2 separate regions of the Oryctolagus cuniculus genome follow, and region 2 is linked to region 1. The links are chromatin contacts, called in public Micro-C maps. All regions are on one chromosome and are shown on one strand. Each heading gives the region's core, a stretch centred on a gene start, on an enhancer-like site or on the middle of the called end of the contact. The rest is flanking DNA. Distances are from core to core; before and after follow the strand shown. Region 1 holds the start of FKBP9 (FKBP prolyl isomerase 9). Region 2 holds the start of RP9 (RP9 pre-mRNA splicing factor).

Region 1 (5,009 bases), core at 2,483-4,982:
CCTTTCAAATAAAATAAATCTTAAAAAAACTTTTTAAAAAGTGCAAATAATCTAAATGTCCATCAACTAATGAAGAGATAAATAAAATGTCATATAAATCCATACAATGGGGATTATACATGCAGTATGGAAAGAAGGAAGTGCTGAAACACACGACAGAATGGCTGAACCTCGAAAACAGTACGCGAAGTGGAAGAAAACAGACACAAAGCACCCACAGTGTATGGTTTCATTTGTACAAAAGATGCCCAACAAGCAAAGACATAAAGTGGATCAGTGGTTGCCAGGGGCTGGAAAGGAGGGAGGCAGAACGCGGGGAGTGACTACTAATAGGTTCAGCGTTTCCAGGAGTGGCAAAAAAATGTTCTGGAATTGAAGAAATATACTAAAAGTACTGGATTGTACATTCTAAATGGGCAAATTCAGGGTGGGCATTTGGCCTAGTGGTCCAGATGCTGGTTGGGACACCCATGTCCTACAACAGGGTGCCTGGGTTCAACTCCCATATCCTGCTCTAACTTCAATTTCCAGATAACGGACACCTTGGGAGGCACTGGTGCTGGCTCAAGGAACTGGGTTTGCTCTTGGCTTTGTACTCCCAAACACTGATTTCAGGAGTGAACCAGTGGGTGGATCACTCTTTCTCGCTGTCAATCAATAAAAATAAGTGGGCTAACGGTATCATGCCTGAATTAAATCTCATTAAAGCTGCTCACACAAAGGTAGCAACAAAAACCAGAGTACGAATGCCCATGTCTAAGCCCTTGCCTGTGTCATGTGGCATAGCTGTGGTATAGTCACTCCTTGTCTGGAATTTCAGAAGCCCTGAGACAGGCCTGTGCCTGGCGTCCCTGGCAGATGCGCACTCTGTTCTGAGTCACTAGAAGTGCAGGCCTTGGGATGAGAGCAGCCTGGAGCTGGAGGACCAGAGGCCTGTGCGCCCCAAGGCCAGGCTGCAGAGGTGGGCAGCAGTGTGAGGTCCTACCCGGGTCTGGTGCACCGCCCCGCCCGCAGAGGTCGAGGGACAGCCGGCACGCGAGGGCAGGGGGAGTGACGCGCACCACTCGCCTGCGTGTCAATCGGACTGCCCCGTTAACAAGAGATACTCGGCCTCCGCCCGCGGCCTCGGTTACCGCCTGGGCAATGGCGGGTGGGACAACCACGCCTCGCACACCGTATCCGCCCAAACCGTAGCGGCCGCCCTCTGGGCTGCGGCATCCCCGCCTTTACGGCGCCGGCCGAGATACCCAAGGGACCGGCCGGAAGGGGCCGGCAGGGGAGGCGGCGGCGGACTTCGACATCGCCCCCCCGGGTCTGTCCGAGTGGCCATTTTACCCAGAGCGGGGCACCGGAGCGTGCGGCGCGGCCAGGGGCGAGGGCGGCGCAGGGTCCCGGGCGGGCGCGAGGGGCGGGGCGAGGGGAGGTCCGTCGGGAGGGGAAGGCCCGCGCGGGGCGAGGGCGCGCGGTACCTGGAGTCGAACTTCTGGCCGTCGGGGAAGGTGCCCACGTAGTGGTAGCGCACGAAGTCGCCGCTGCGCACGGTGCGCGGGCACTCGTCGGGCACGAAGCGCCGCTCGATGTGCAGCTCGGCGTCGGAGCCCAGGCCTGCCACCGGCGCCGCCTGCCCGGTCACCCAGAGCAGCAGCAGGAGCAGCGGCGGCGGCGGGGGCCGCCAGCTCGGGGCCCCGAACGCCATCGGCACGGCGAGGCGAGGAGGAGGAGGCGGCGGGGGGCGCGCGGCGGACCTCGGGCGGCGCGGGTCGAGCCTGGGCGCGCTGCGGCTTTGCAAACGTGGAGAAGTCTCGGGCCCTCCCCGGGCCGCAGGGCCTCCCCTCCGCTCTGCGCTCGCCCGCCCCCGGCCGCGGCCGCGCGGGGAGGAGCCGGGGGTGGGGCCGGCGGCGCGCGAGGCCCCTCGCGCCCCTCCGGAGCTGGGGCCGCGGGAGGCTCCTACGTGGCCGCGGATCCCGCTTCCCTCTGCTGTTTGTGGGACGGAGGGAAACTTGGGTTTACAAGGGTGGAGTCTCCATGGAAAGAAACTGAAGCCATCTTTCAGGACAGAGAAAGGGGGAGGTCTGGGTACCCCCGAGCGTTGTGCGGTGAGAGCCCCAGGCCACGGGCGGGCGCAGCGTCCACGTCCCGAGTACGTGGCCGTGCCGCCTAGGACCCCGTAACACAGACACGAGGAATTCATCAGCGTACACGCAGTCTTGGCTCAGCATTGGCTGTTGGAGTTTATGAAAAATTTGGAGTCATAAAAGCAGATCCCCAACACTTTCCCAGCTCAGTTTGGAAACAAACATAATCCTGACGCCCAAACCTGGTAAAAACAGCAAGGAAAGGAAAAAAAAAAAAAAAAACAAAAGCCCAACCAATTTATAAGTATAAATGCAAAATTACTTGTACTAAATGAAACATGCACACATTGAACCCAAAACGTATTGAAGGACTAATACACCATTACCCGGACTGCCTTCTGCAAGTTACCCAATGAAGGTTCTGTGTAAGATGAAGATGAAACCAGTAGATGATTATGGATCTGCTTGTTGGGTTCCAGGAATCTAATGAGAAACCATGCATAGCACTCAAGAAATGGTCACTGTTCCTATTAGAGCTTATTCTGATTGTCTTAAGGCTGTCTTTTATGTATTGGAAAGGCAGAGAGACAGAGGGAGAGAGACCTTCCATTCCTCAGCTCTCTCCCCAAATGGCCCCAAAGCGGGAGGCCCTGCCAAGCTGAAGCCAGAAGCCTGGAGCTCTGTCAGGGTCCAAGCACGTGGGCCATCTTCTGGTGCCTCCCTAGCACATGAGCATGGACCTGGATTGGAAGTGGAGCAGCAGGGACTGGAGCCAGGGCTCCGATCCGGAGTGCAGGGTGGAGACACCACTTAACTTGCTGTGCCACGTCAAGGGCCCCTACAGCTTGTTCTAAAAATGGAAATCCTATTAACATAAATATAGGACAGAGAATAAAAAACTTTTAAAATCGTGCATCTATAGATTGAAAAGGAGTTAAAATTTTTCAACATCTATCTCTAGTTTTAAAAACAAGCAGTGATTCTAAGAGCCAGGGAATATCTGTATCTCTAGTCTTCTTTCCGTTTCCCCATCAATGGATTACACAAGGCTTCCTGGCAGTCACCCGGACACCTGCTCCCTCGCCTGCCATCTCTAACCCATCACCAAGTCCTCTCACTTTTACATCCTTAAGCCGCCGTCTATTCCCTCACTCTCCCCTGCTCCCATCCAGGCCTCCTGGTCTCTTGCTTGAATTATAGCAATAAACTCCGCCCTGACCCAGCTCAGAGACTCCTGTTTTAGCACACAAACCAAAACGGAACTGAATGCAGAAATCACATTATTAAATTATAGAGGAAAATGTGCAGGTAAATTTATCATCTTCAGGTGCTGTCTTTCAAAGTATGATTCCATGAGGAAGAAAAATATTAACAAATCTATGTCACTAAATCCCACTGATGGAAAAAAAAATAAATAAAACCATGGGGCCTGCATTGTGGCATAACTGATTAAGGTGCTGCCAGCAATGCTGCATTCCCACATGAGTGCCAGTTCGAGTCCTGTCTGCTCCACTTCCCATCCAGCTCCCTGCTAATGGACCTGGGAAGGCAGTGGAAGAAGGCCCAAGTCTTTGGGCCTCTGCACCCACATGGGAGACCCAGATGAAGTTTCTGGCTCCTGGCTTTGGCCTGACCCAGCCCTGACCATTATGGCCATTTGGGGAGTGAATCAGCAGATGGAAGATTCTCTCTCTCTCTCTCTCTCTCTAACTCTGCCTTCCAAAAAGATAAAGTAAATCTTAAAAAAAAAAGGGGGGGGGAATAGATTCACAAATGTTAAAAAGGGAAATGATATACTCTGTAAAACATTAATAAATATATGACAAATGTATAAGCATAAGATGAATATCCCATTTGTTTAGGTTTCATTTTCTATTTTTTAAAAAAAGATCTGTTAATTTGTTTAAAAGGCAGCATGACAGAGAGAGGAGAGACAGAATCTTCTGTTTGCTGGTTCATTCCCAAATGGCTGCAACGCCATCCTGGTCTCCCACATGGGTGGCAGGGGCCCAAGGACTTGGACCATCTTCTGCTGCTTTCCCAGGCACATTAACAGGGAGCAGAGAGGGGCAGCCTGGACTCCAATTGGCACTCTGATACACAATGGCACCACTGCAGGCAGAGGCTTAATCTGCTGTGCCACAGTGCTGGCCCCTTGTTTAGGTTTTGAAACATGGCCTTGGGGCAGGTGTGTAGCCAGGGTTAACTTGCTGTTTGGGACCCCCTGCATCCCGTATCGGAGCTCCTGGTTTTAGTCCCGGCTAAACTCAGCTTCCTGCCAATGCACACCCTGTGAAGCAGCAGATGATGGCTCAAGTACCTGGACACATGCCACTCATGTGAGAGACCTGGATAGAGTTCCTGGCTTTGGCCTGAGCCAGCCCCAGCCCCAGCCACTGCAGCCATTTGGGGAAGGAACCAGTGGATGGAGGATGTCTCTCTCTTCACTCTGCCTGTCAAATAAATAATCTTTTAAAAAATAAAATTCTGGAGAATCTCTTGCCAACACTGTTGCAAAAATATTTAACAAATACTAGCAAAAACAAATTCAACAGCATATTCAGGATCATACACCATGACTAAATGAGATTTATACCTAGAACGCAAGGGTGTTTCAACAAATGCAATCAATAACTGTGATATACTGCATTAACACAATGAAGGAAAAAAATCCACATGATCATTTCAATAGATGCAGAAAAAGTATCTGAAAAAAAAACAACAACATTCTTTCATGATAAAAACAGTCAACAAGTCAGGAATAGAAAGAAACTACCTCAAAACAATAAAATAAAAAATCCACACCTAACATACTCAGTGGTGAAAGAAACTTTTCCTCTATGATTCCAAATAAGACAAAGATGCTTACCTTTGCCACCTCTATTCCAAGTATCCTGGAAGTTCTAGCCAGAACAATTAAGAAAAGGAAATAAA
Region 2 (5,025 bases), core at 2,429-4,928, 140 kb before region 1:
GAAATAAAAATGGCCAAAAAATACATGAAAAAATGTTTACTATCACTGTATGGCTATAAGGGAAATGTAACAAAATAAATAAATATAAATAAATAAAAGCAATGTCAGGAGCAGTGTTCAGCCTGACAGTTAGGATGCCTGCATCCCACACTGGCGTGTCCGAGTTGGATTCCCAGTTCTGATTCCTGATTCCAGCATGCCACCAGTGTGTACCCTATGGGGCAGTAGTGATGACTCAAATGAGTCCCTGCCATCCAAACTGAAGACCTTAATTGCATTCCCAGCTCCTATATGGATGGCCCTGGACCAGCTGTCGCTGTACTGGGCATTTAGGGGAGTAAACCAGCATATGGGTAGGGTATCGCTCTCCTTCTCAAATAACTAATAAAAGTTTTAAAAAGAAAAGCACAATGAGCTATCATCTCATTCCAACTAGAATTGCTGCTTCCAAAACCAAAAAAATTACAAACACTGGTAAGGCTATGGAGAAAAGGGAATGTAATACGCTGTTGATGGGAGTGTAAATTTGTTCAGCCACCGTGGACAACAGTATGGAAGTTCCTCATAAAACAGAAAGTAGATCCCCCCCTATTCAGTTTTTGGCTATATATCTGAAGAAAATGAAATCAGCATGTGAAAGAAATACCTGACTCCCGTGTTCATTCCAGCACTGTTCACAGTAGCCAATATATATGGAATCAACCTCCATATCATACGGAATCAATCTCCATTCAAAGGTGAGTGCATAAAGAAAATGTTTATAATGTAATATCATTGTCATAAAAAATGAAGTCACAACATTTGTAGCAAAATGGATAGAACTGGAGATTATTCTGTTAAGTGAATGAGGTAAACAAAGAAAAATAGTGCACATTTCTCTCACATGTAGAAGTTAAAAACATATATTTAGTTGACCTGAATTTAATATAGTGACTAGTAGAAGCTGGGAAGTGGGTGGGCGAAACAGTTGAGTGAAAATAATGGCTTTGACCATTCAGTAGCACAGTAGGGTGACTATGATGCCATTAAAAAAAACTGGAAGATAGAAGCTGGTACGCTCCAAACATAAAAGATACGGAAGTGGAAATGCCAGCTGCTTGGTATTGTTGGATTATGCTGTGTATATGTATTGAAATATAGACTTCAGTTGCAGTCATCTTTAAAAATACAATAGGGGCCGGCGCTAAGCCCCAGCCTGCAGTGCCAATATCCCTTATGGGCGCCGGTGTCAGTCCTGGCTGCTCCACTTCCGATCCAGCTCTCTGCTATGGCCTGCATCCACGTGGGAGACCCAGAAGAAGCTCCCGGCTCCTGGGTTCAGATCATCTCAGCTCTGGCTGTTGCGGTCATTTGGGGAGTGAACCAGCAGAATGGAAGACCTCTCTCTCTCTCTCTCTGGCTCTAGCTCTCTCTGTAACTCTGTCTTTCATATAAATTAAATAAATCATGAAAAAATAAAAATAAAAATACAATAACTCTGCCACGAAAGTCACAGAAACTAATTTATAAGCCACAATATCAATTTATTAATTTATAATAGGATACCTTTCCAACCACTCTGATATTCACATCTGTCCAAAACACACTGCTGTGCATGTCCAGGATCAGACATGACTACCCATCAGAATGTTGCTGGATGACAACAGAGTGACAGCAGAGGCATGGCTACATTTCAAACATAGGTCCTTTCATATAGTGCCAAGTTTAACTGTTGGTCCAAATAAGGCACATTTTCTTAACAAATCTGAGTCTCCACGGAACAGACTGGTTGTTCTCCTTGGTTCTCCTTTTCTGGGTTTTGCATCACATGTCCTTCTGCATCACATTCACATTCATAACCACACCTACCATATGTAAATTCCTTCTGGGATGCACATTGAGTTGCATTTTCCTTTCTTCTCAATCATACCTTCCAGAGAATCTATCCTTTTTGATCAGGGTTGCATGTATTACAAGGCAACAAGTTAGCAGGACATCGTGGGCCCACGTAACTTCAATGAATGGCTGCTTCAGCAGTCACACAACAATTCTTCTAGCTTCAGTCTTAGTAGAAAACTTGATTTTCACATTCTTTCTATATCTGTTTATATCCTCTCTGTGTTTGTCTATTTGTACTTTATGGTATAAATCTGAAAGAGGGCCTCATATGTTCTAGCTATGAGCCATTTTCAGTATCACAGCTGAGGCAAGCATTTCCACTATGCTGATATTTCTGCTTTCTCTGTGGGTTTTTCTCCCCCATTATATTTCAAGGCTAAAACAATTATATCAGGGACTCTCAAAATTCAACCCAGCCAGCTAGCTTGGATCCTAGCTCTACAAATTACTCCTTCTACATTTTTTGGCCTTAAAGCACTAGGCCTCCTCATGGTCCATAAAATAAAAATAGTCCATGTCACTCACAAAGGATCTCCTTCCTAGGGCAGCAGGTTAAGCTGCTGCTTGGGATGCCGGCACCCCACATTAGAGCACATGTTAGGGTCCTGGCTGCTCTGCTTCTGATTCAGCTCCCTGTTAATGTGCCTTGGAAGGCAGCAATGGAGGATGGCTCCAATGCAGGGGCCGCTGCCACCCACACGGGGGACCCAGACGGGGAGTTCCAGGCCATTTGGGGAGGGAACCAGAGGATGGAAATTATGTCTCTCGCTTTCTGTCACTCTGACTTTCAAATTGAATAAATACAAATTTTAAATCAAACAAACAATAAAATCTCCTTCCTTCCTCTCCAGGAGAGGAAACAAGCAGTGCCAGGTGCAAAGCTCCCATTCCTACTGTGCAGACGTAAAATGCCCAGAATTCTATAAAATCACCACAACCTTTACCCACGGCCAAAAGGCAGTGTCATGCGTGGGCTGCTCCATGTCCTCTCCAGCCTACTGGAGGAAGAGCAAGGTACACAGAGTATATTGTTTTAGCAGAAAGCAACAGCCTGAATCAAGATGAGCAGCAAACTATCCCAATAAATACATTTTGGGTTAAAAAAAAAACAGTATCAACACTTATATTTTTGTAAAATTAAATCATATTTTGATAAAAATCCCTTATTTATTTGAGAAACAGAGCTTATATCCACTCTTTCATTCCCCAAGCCTTCATAGCCCCTGGGCCAGGCCAGGTCACAGCTAGGAGCTGGGAACTCAATCCAGGTTTCTCACTAGGTGGCAGGGACCCAATTTATTGAGCCGTCACCATTGCTTCCCAAGGGCTACATTAACAGGAAACTGGAGTCAGGAGGAGAGCTGTGCATTAAACCCAGCCACACAAATGTGGGACGTGGGTATCTTAACCGCTAGGTCAAATGCTTGCACCTTATGTTAGCTTTTATTCTCACTTCCCTCACCCAAACCTAGGCAAGCACAACATACCCTGACCATGCTTTAACCACGAATCCCATGCCCTGGAGAACAGGCGAATGTACATGGAGAGCCTTGCCTTCTTCCCCAGACGCATGACGCTTGCTAACACGTAACTAACATGTAAGGAACACCTCGTGCGTCACTGGGGCGCACACGAGACTCGCAAATGGGTGGGGACCCCACGGAGGCAGCCCTGGCCCCAGAGGTGGGCGTGGCCACCAGGGACCCTCGAATCCCAGGAAGCCCTCAGGCTCCACCCAGGCCCTCGGCCGCCGCTAGGGGGCACCCGCGGGCCTGACGGCGGGGCCCGGCCGCGGGCAGGCGGGGTGGGCGGCGTCGGCCGGGACAGCCGGGCCCGCCCGGGCGGGCTGCGGGGCGGCGGCGGGAGGGGGCGCTGCGGGGCCGGCGGGCGCCGCGCGGAGGAAGTGCCGTCTCGGCGGCTGCCGCCTGCGCCTGGGCCGCGCCGCGGGGGCCGCGATGTCGTCCGGCCCGGGGCGTGACGACCCGGGAGCAGGGGGCGCGCGGCGGCCGCGGGAGCCGCCTGAGCAGGAGCTGCAGCGGCGCCGGGAGCAGAAGCGGCGGCGGCACGACGCGCAGCAGCTGCAGCAGCTCAAGCACCTGGAGTCCTTGTGAGTCCCCGGCGCGCGCCGCCAACGACGGGGCCTGCGCTCGGCTGCCCGCGGGGGCCAGGCCGGGTCTACGAGCCCCGCGGGTGGCCAGGGACCCGGCCGCCGGGGCCTTGTCCGCTGGGTCTCCCCTCAGAGCCCGGGGCCGGCGACCGGTGTCTGGCAGCGCGGGCCCGGGACTTAAAGCCCCCCGTGACGGGGGATCTGGCCACGGCCTGGAGGGGGCCACGCAGGCCCGATCCGCGTGGGCGCCTCCTGCGCGCACGTGGGTGGGGGGCTTGCCTGGTCCCGAGCCGGGAGGCGAAGACCTGGATTCCTGGCGCCATTGGGAGGAGCTGAGTGTTCTTTGAGCGGCCGTCGGTGTGTGTGTGTGTGGGCCGAGTAAGTTGAGCCGAGCACGTTGGTCCCTGTTGTTTCCCGTTTGAGTCCGGTGATCCCCGCTGAAGTGAAGAAAACCCACCCCGTGGCCACCCTCCGCTGCCCGAGAGGGGTGAGGAGCCAGCCCGAGAGCTGAGCCTGAATTCGGGAGTGTGGACCTTTTCGCCCCAGTCCTGAGGAGTCTGTGCCGGGACCCGGGCCCGGAGTGCTGAGAGGGACAGCTGCAGCCCGAACTCGGGGCCAGGGTGTCCTGTCGAGGGGTCAGCCTGGCCCGACTGCGGCGCCCTGCGCTCTCCTAGCTCCAGACAGCCTGGGAGGGAGAGCCGGGTACAGGCCGGCACAAGGTCACTTTCCTGGGCCCTTTCAGGTTCCTTGGCCGGGCTACTGGTTACACCGAGGACCCGGGTCAGCGGGAGAGAAGCTGTCTGAATTGTGTACCCAGGCCCAGGAGCGTCACCAAATCGGAGACTCAAACATGCTTCTAGGCGTGTTGGAAAAGCGGTGGGGGTGGGGGGGGCGAGGGGAGGAAATGTGGGGAGAATGGAGGCGGCCTGGTAGGCAGGTAAGTCGGGGGTGGGTCATAAGGACTCACACAGCTGTCTTCCAGATAGGGTACGGCTGTTGTGAAAATTCCTGTGACAGGTGTAAATTTCTGTTCTTCAAGG

What was found. A called contact is a pair of places that touch in the nucleus more often than the background predicts.
Region 2: a contact with region 1 is called in a Micro-C map of ear pinna, with 9 times the contacts expected there. The contact joins the promoter of RP9 here to the promoter of FKBP9 in region 1. A contact is called at or near these places in 2 of 6 Hi-C or Micro-C datasets (ear pinna and an unstated tissue).

The regions. Positions count from the first base shown.
Region 1 is chr16:23,698,630-23,703,638 of mOryCun1.1, reverse strand. FKBP9 (FKBP prolyl isomerase 9) reads right to left here and starts at 3,732. Exons shown (of 10, transcript XM_002713745.5): 1 at 1,470-3,732. The coding sequence starts at 2,191.
Region 2 is chr16:23,842,648-23,847,672 of mOryCun1.1, reverse strand. It overlaps RP9 (RP9 pre-mRNA splicing factor), which reads left to right and starts at 3,678. Exons shown (of 6, transcript XM_051853290.2): 1 at 3,678-3,985. The coding sequence starts at 3,834.